2 separate regions of the Mus musculus genome follow, and region 1 is linked to region 2. The links are chromatin contacts, called in public promoter capture Hi-C maps. All regions are on one chromosome and are shown on one strand. Each heading gives the region's core, a stretch centred on a gene start, on an enhancer-like site or on the middle of the called end of the contact. The rest is flanking DNA. Distances are from core to core; before and after follow the strand shown. Region 1 holds the start of Msantd2 (Myb/SANT-like DNA-binding domain containing 2). Region 2 holds the start of Aplp2 (amyloid beta (A4) precursor-like protein 2).

The links. Promoter capture Hi-C pulls out the DNA fragments that hold promoters and counts their contacts.
Region 1: a promoter capture Hi-C map of pre-B cells shows a contact between it and region 2. The contact joins the promoter of Msantd2 here to the promoter of Aplp2 in region 2.

The regions. Positions count from the first base shown.
Region 1 is chr9:37,487,012-37,490,577 of GRCm38.p6, reverse strand. Msantd2 (Myb/SANT-like DNA-binding domain containing 2) reads right to left here and starts at 1,257. Exons shown (of 4, transcript NM_146222.2): 1 at 745-1,257. The coding sequence starts at 1,254.
Region 2 is chr9:31,209,782-31,213,625 of GRCm38.p6, reverse strand. It overlaps Aplp2 (amyloid beta (A4) precursor-like protein 2), which reads left to right and starts at 1,778. Exons shown (of 18, transcript NM_001357698.1): 1 at 1,778-2,003. The coding sequence starts at 1,899.

The DNA of each region.
Region 1 (3,566 bases), core at 8-2,507, 6.3 Mb before region 2:
AGAAAAAACCTGGGTGACAAGAGAGGGCTTCCTCAGAATTAGAAGCCTCCTGACTCTCAAGGCAACCTGACTCTGAAAAGATCGCCAGTCCAAATTCCAAAAGAACCTTCAAGCAGACTAACGTTCAAGGTGTCCTCTACTGTCCTCTACCTCCACGATAACAATACACGACCTTTCTTTCACTAAGCCTTTCCAGCTCTCCAAAAGCACCTCAAATCTTGCTAGTCCTTGTATCACCTCAACTGACAAGCAAAGCGACTGACACAAAAGGCCAGCCGTCCCAATGCTCTATTCTTGAAACTTCAGCAAAGGAAAAAAATCTTACACTGGGCGCTCATCCGGCCCTCTGCTACCCTTCCTCAATTCCATCCCAGCTGGAAAGCTTCAGTCTGGGAGCCCCTCTATCTGGGAACAAAGCAGTGCGGGCGACAGCACCCGCGACAGTTGCGGGCCCCGCGCACAATGAGAGAAACTACCAACTTCAGAGCGCAGGAACATCCTCAATTGGCAAGAAAGAGGGGCGGCGGCAGACACGCCCAACTTCAAACTCAGGAAACCTACGGGCTGGCGGCCATCTGGAAAGAAGCGCCCCTTCCCAGGGAGAGAAGAAAGAGGCGGAGCAGACACAAGGGATACCCGGGGCCCGGGAGGGGAGCCCCGCGCTCGGCCCGGCCCCCGCCCCCAGGCCCGTTTCCCCGCCTTCTCTGCCTCTGGTTCGCAGCCCCGGGCAGAGCGGCCGGTTACCTTGATGCGCTCCCGGCACTGGGACGGGGTCCGCTCGTAGCCCAGCTCGGCCAGGGCCCGGGACACGCGCTCGTACATGGCCGGCCCAGGGGCCTTGCTGCCGAATACCGTGCCGGCTCCCTCCAGCTGCTGGTACCGCGCCTCCACCAGCCGCTCGTTGCCCCATACAGCGATGAGCGCGTTCGTCTCTGCCGGCGTCCACGACATACCCCGGCAGGCGGCGGCAGCGGCCGCCGCAGCCCCGCCACTGCCGCCGCCGGGCGAGAAGGAGACCGAGGACGAGGCAGCGCCGCGGCCCCCCAGCCCCAGCCCGAGACCCCCGGACGCCGCGGCCCCCGAGCCCGCCGCGCTGCCGGGCCCGAGAGGGGAGGCTCCCCGAGGCGTGGAAGGGTCGGACAGCGATGGGTTCCCGTCGCTCAGGTCGCCGGGAGACGCCGGGGAAAGCACCTCCATCTTCGGAATTTTGAGCGGCGAGTTGGCGGGCAGCTCCGAGCCACAGGGCGCAGCCATCTTCCAAGCCGCCGCCGCTGCACCGCCCGGAAGTGACGCACCCCTGCATCCGGCCACCGGGGTCTCCGGGGCTGCCCTGGGGCCTGGCTCGGGGCTGAGTGGCTCGCCGCGGTCAGAGGGCCCGGAGGATGTGTCTGGCTGGCCCAAGCAGCCCGCAAATCTTCGCCTTTCCCCTCCAGCCAGCTGGTGCCGGCCGCTCCTCTCCCGGGAGGAGAAGCTGGGACCCGGCGCACCCAAGCTCCGAGCAGAGAAGGGTGGGGGCATGAGGGCGCGGGAGTGAAGGACTGGTTGGAGCCTCCCCACTTCCTTTCCAATCTCAACCCTCACAACAGGGGTGAGGCCCGCGAGGGCCTCGAATTAAGGACGAATTGGCTATTTCTGTTTTCCTGTCTCCGCCCCTGAGCCTATCCTCCCTCTAAGCCCGCCTTTAGGTACGGGAACCGAGGTCCAGACTGGAGACTAGGAAACCCTACAAAGGGTATGTGGAGGAAGGCAAAGCGGGAAGGCTGCTTGCAGTGGTTCTGGACAAGACTTTCGAGAACAGATATGAGTTAGAGTTTGCACGCTTTAGCTTTTCAAGAAACTCAGCCTCTATAGCAACTCTGATTGCACTCACGTGTTCTGCTAGGCAAACACCCTGTCACTGAGCCACACCCACAAGCTTCGTTTCGTTTGTTTTCTTGTTCCTCTGAGTAACTGTGTAGCCAATGATAAAGTAAATGTCTTTCTTGCTTTTATACAGTATCTATAATGGGGACATGAAAGAGCTCCAGAGCCCAGCAGAATAGCTACTCCGGTACCTCAGTCCACTGGGATTTGGGACTGGTTTAAAATTTCCCAGTCAAGTTCAAGGAAATGAAACTGTTCCTGTGACCTAGTAGTAAATTAGCACTCATCACTCACTCCTGAATATTTCCGTAAAGTCTTGAACATTGAAGTATCATATAGCTATAAGATATAACCTTGTTTGTGTGGTATTATTTTGGTTTTTGACACAAGGTTTTTCTGTGTTATCCTGGCTGTCCTGGAACTAAGTCTATAGACCAGGCTGGCCTCAAACTCCGCCTGCCGCCTCTGCCTCTGGAATGTTGGGATTAAAGGCCTGAGCTGCCACCACCACCTAGTCAATTTCCATATTCTTTAAAGCTGGAAATCCTGTTTATCTCAGATCATTAACTTTAAAACCTCAGTAGTGGCAGAAAGATGCCTCAACCAGTACAGGTATTTGCTGCCAAGCCCGCCCAATGACTGAAGACAACCTGCTCTCATGACTTGTTCTTTGACCGTCATACATGGGACATGCCACCCATATCCCCACACTTACACACAAAATTAAACTTCATTTTAAAATGTGTTCGTTTAGTTTTATGTGTATAAACGTTTGCCTATGTGTGTATGTGTGAAGGGGCCTGATGTTGGTAACGGTCAGCAAAAGGCATCAGATCCCTTAGAACTGGAATTACAAGACTTGCAAGCCATCTGCAGGTTCTGAGTCCCTTGTAAGAGTAACTAATGAGTAATCTCTCCAGGCCCCACGCAAGATAATTTAAAAAAAAGGGGGGGGGGGTGTTTGTTTGTTTGTTGGTTGGTTTTGGTTTGTTTTGTTTTGTTTGTTTTTTGTTTTTTCGAGACAGGGTTTCTCTGTTATAGCCCTGGCTGTCCTGGCACTCACTTTGTAGACCAGGCTGGCCTAGAACTCAGAAATCCGCCTGCCTCTGTTTTTTGTTTTTAAAGCAGACTGTAACTGAGGCAGCTGACCAATGATATTATGAATAAATTATGCAGTCTCTCTCGGTCACTCAGTGTTTTTCTAACTAACAAATATATGTTATGGTTTTGCAAGGAAAAGAAAAAGCTGAAGTCAGCCAGTTATAGAATAATGGTGGTCATTGTTGAAAAGCCAAAGGATTATGCTTTAAGTAATAAAATCAGGCATAACTATCTTCATCTGTCATAGTAAAATGCCATCATAGCATGCTTTAACCCCAGCACTCAGGAGGCAGAAGCAGATAGAGTTCTGTGACCACCCTAGTCTTACATGAGTTCCAGGCCAGCACTACAAAGTGAGACCACTGTATTTTGTTAAGTTTGCTGTATAAAGAAGTCTTAAGAACCGTTACGGAATTTATTTATTTGGACAAGTCCTACTATGGTCAAAGATGTCCTTGAACCCCTGATCTGCCTGGCTCTGCCTTTCATGTACTAGTGGTTCCCCCTTATCTAAAAGCAAGACCTTGCAGTCATCTTGGGTAAGGTTAAGGATTCTGAAGTCTGAATGCCTGGCTTCAAATTCCACTTCTGTGTCCTGCAAC
Region 2 (3,844 bases), core at 529-3,028:
TCTCATGAATACTCTTCAATGTCTGAAAATGCAAACAAACTTTTTCCAGTTCCAACTTGCTTTAGGCTGAAATTCCCTTACGTCATTTCCTAAATTCGTTTCCCCCCTCCCACATATTAGATGCTTTTACTATTTCTTCACAAGGGCAGGGAGACAGAGAAGAGAGGGGAAGATCCAGAAAGGGAGGGCAAAATCTTAATTTCCCTTATCTTTTCTAAGGGCCACTAATCCTGTCCTGAAATGCCCCCCATCCATGACCTCAACTAAATCCAGTTACCTTTCAAAGGCCCCACTGACAAGTGCCACATTTGTTCAATGTATAAATGAGAGTGAAGGTAAATTCAGTACTAAACTCATGCTAATTCTAGGGCCTCTGGATTGAGTACTAACATTTATCGAATGAGGTCCCCATTTGGAGACTCACTGGGCGTAATTCATGTCTTGTCAGTGATGTGAGAGACATAGAGACCTAGCCATGGGAAAGTGCCACGGTATGATACAGCCCTCTCAGCATTCTGAGGTGGGTGAAATGACATCTGTGTAAGGTGTTTCCTGTAGGTGGAATGGAGGATTGTGGGAATGGAGCAGGAGCAGGAAGGGCTGTGCAATGGAAAGGTGTCTGGCATCCATTGAGAATGAGGCAGAGCCAGTTTGACCACAGCGGGACTGCTTACGTTGGCGTGCAGTTGCAGAATGCATCTGTAAAATACAGGGTCCTTACTGTCCCACTCTGCCCACTATAGACACTGTCTCTCCCTCTCCACTAAGATGCTTCCTGCGGAGAGGAACTTGGTTCTTGATATGGTTGAAGCTAAAGAAATGAGTCCAGGTCTCTGCAGAGGGTGGTACATAAATCACCCGCTACGGAAAGGAAACAAAGCCAGCAGAGCCCTCGTGATGGAGAGGACAAGGTGCCAGTTGTGAACTGGGGCAGCAGGCCGCTTTCCCAGGAACCAAGATGCTGGGGAGCATGAAAAAAGAGAGAAAGCGTGTCTTTTGCTTTAGAGATCTTAAACTGAAGAAAAATGATGCCAGAATCCTGTCCTGAAACACATGAGAAGGGGGGTGGGGGGGTGGGAGCTTGTGTTTCAGTGGCCTGGCGCCACTGGCCTCGGCGGGGAAGGCCTCTCTGTGCCGCAGGGGCTGTGACGACGAGGAGGGGCAGGGAAAGGACCTAAGGAGCAGAGGTCAGCGGTGTGCAGACACTGCGGGTTCAGGGGCGAAACAAGGGCGCAGAGGTCTGGGGGGGAAGAGCGCGCCCCGTGCAGCGCTGGGGAGAGCAGAATGTCGGCGTTCATCCTCCAGGGCGACAGGGTCGGTCCTCTGCAAACCGTCCGGAACTCCCAACAATTCATCCTGTTTTTAATTAAAACATTTTCCAGAAGCCCCAAAGAGGGCGGTACCCAAAGGAATATGGAAAATATCCTGCAGGGTTAGGGGAGTGGGGCGTGCCCAAATCCCGATGCTGAAGGTGGATGATGTAGAGCCACCCCAGGAGACAACCAAACAGGAGCCTCCCGCCCTGGGAACAGCGGCCCACGGTCTACCCGCGAAGACTCCTGCGCCCCCAGCCTCGGGTCCAGAGCGGGGGCGGGGCTGGCCGTGGCTTGGGGCGGGGCCACGAGGGGGCACGCGCTGGGCGGGGAGGGGAGTCGGTGTATCCGTGCTCTGATTGGACCTGGGCTAAACAAGGGGAGGTATCTTAGGCCAGTTATGCCGGCTCGTATTGGGTCCTGTCGAAGAGGGGCGTGGTTTTGTGAAGTCAGTTCCGGTCGATGTAAAACCCCCGGGGCGGCGGCGAACGGGCTTCAGACGCTTCTGGGTCGCGGTAGGGAAGCGCTGTAGCCTGGCTGTGCGAGAGACGGGGAGAGCCCAGCGCCACAGCGACCTGGAGAAGGATGGCGGCCACCGGGACCGCGGCCGCTGCGGCCACCGGCAAGCTTCTTGTCCTGCTGCTGCTCGGGCTCACGGCGCCCGCTGCGGCTCTGGCTGGCTACATAGAGGTGAGGACCAGGCGAGCTCCCGATCTGCGTCTCCTCCGGTCGCCCGGGAGCACGGCCTGTGGGCGGGCGTGGGACCGGGGGCGCGGCGCGAGGCTCGGCGCAGCGGCGGGTTGCCTTCCCCCCACCCCGCCCGCGCGCCTCAGCTTTGCGCAGAGCTTAGCGCCGAGGTCGGGCTGCCTCTGTCGCCGCAGAGGCCAAATGAAAGGCGTCGGGGCTGCGGGGCCGCCCCAGCCCCCTACCCGCTGGCGGCGCCGCCGCATCCTCGGGGACACCGCACCGCGCGCTCTCCCTCCCCCGGGGCCGTGCGCGCCTCAGCCGTGCGCCCTGCGGCCCCGCGGCGCTCTAAATGGGGCGGCCTGCACCGGGTCCCCGGTGCCCGCAGCGGTCGGGGGCCTGGGCTTCGGGCTCGCACCTTGACGGTCGGCGCGCAGCAGTCGTTGACCAGGTGGACTTGGCAGCGGGGATGCGGCTCCAGCCCTGGCGAGTGGCCGAGATGCCGAGGGAGCGGGGAGAGGAGGCGCCGCCAGGGCAGCGGGGCGCTCTGCGCCCTCCCTTGCCTCCCAGTCGTTTGCACAAGTCTGGCAAACTAGGGAGCCCGGCTTTCCTCCTCCCAGGGGACGTTGAAGCTATCCACCAGTACATTTGGAAAGCTTCAGGGGGTACTTTACGTGGGTCAGGGTCACAGTGATTGTTCTGCACCAGAGGTCACCCCCGTTAACCTGGTGAAGTCGTCTAGGGTCCCAGGTGGTTGGCGGGAGTTCAGGCCGCTGGAAGAGCCAGGATGTCGGATGTGGAACCCGTACTGCAGCTTGCTCTGCACCTAGCCTCCCCGCAAGAACCCTCTGTCGCCTAGGGAGACATGGGACTTTATTTTTACTTACTTTCTCGAAATAATGCTTGAACTGTAGGACTGGACTGTGTGTTTCTGGTGTTGTTTATTTCTTCTTGCGCCTGCTTGTATTAAAAAAAAAAAAAAAACCCACCGTGGCTTTCTGTACGTTGAGCCAGTGTCAGAGATTGCGTTTGATAAAATAGGCATGACCTGAGAATGTTCTAATTAAAAACCCGGCTCAGAGTGAATTCATTTCTACAGAATGTGTAAATATTTCTATTGGTAAAAAGATCTAATGAGGAAAAAAATCTTCCGGATGGCACATCTTAAAACAATCTTTGTATTCATCTTGCTTGAAACTTTTTGACTGAGGTGGGAAAAAAAGATAAGTCTTAAGTAGAAACAGTTAATGTTTATACACACGAACTTTTCGATTCTTTCAGCTTCCACACAGTTGGTAGGGCTGTATCTGTGATCCCTGATAAGATGTCACTGGGAAACAGCTACATTGAGCGGGGATAAGAAGAGAAGGGTGGGGAGACCGAGTTTTATATATTGGGTGGGACTTAATGGGTCAGTGTCAAAAACCATTGTTCACACTCCACCTCACTTTCCAGCGGTGTGAGAAACTTTAGGTACTAGTGAATTCACAATAAAGAATTCATCAGTTTTAAAGAATCCATTTAATATTTAATGTCTCCAGGGGAAAAATACCAATATCAGAATTAGTTGTTATGGATTAATTTTGACAGATCGCCACGCTGTTCAATTGAAAAGTTTGTCTAAACAAAGTAAAAAACATTTTTGCAGAATGCTTTTAAAATGGAGTTTTGTAGACTTTTCACTTCCTTGGAACAATATTTTTATTCACACTGTCATTGTCTCAAGTGGTCTTTCCTTTGGCTGCCTGGCAGAGTTTTATTCACATGTGTACATTCTCTTTGCTTATTTGCTGTCAAGCAGAGGATTGCTAAAGCCATAATTCAGATGAGAATGGTTTAAATCATGA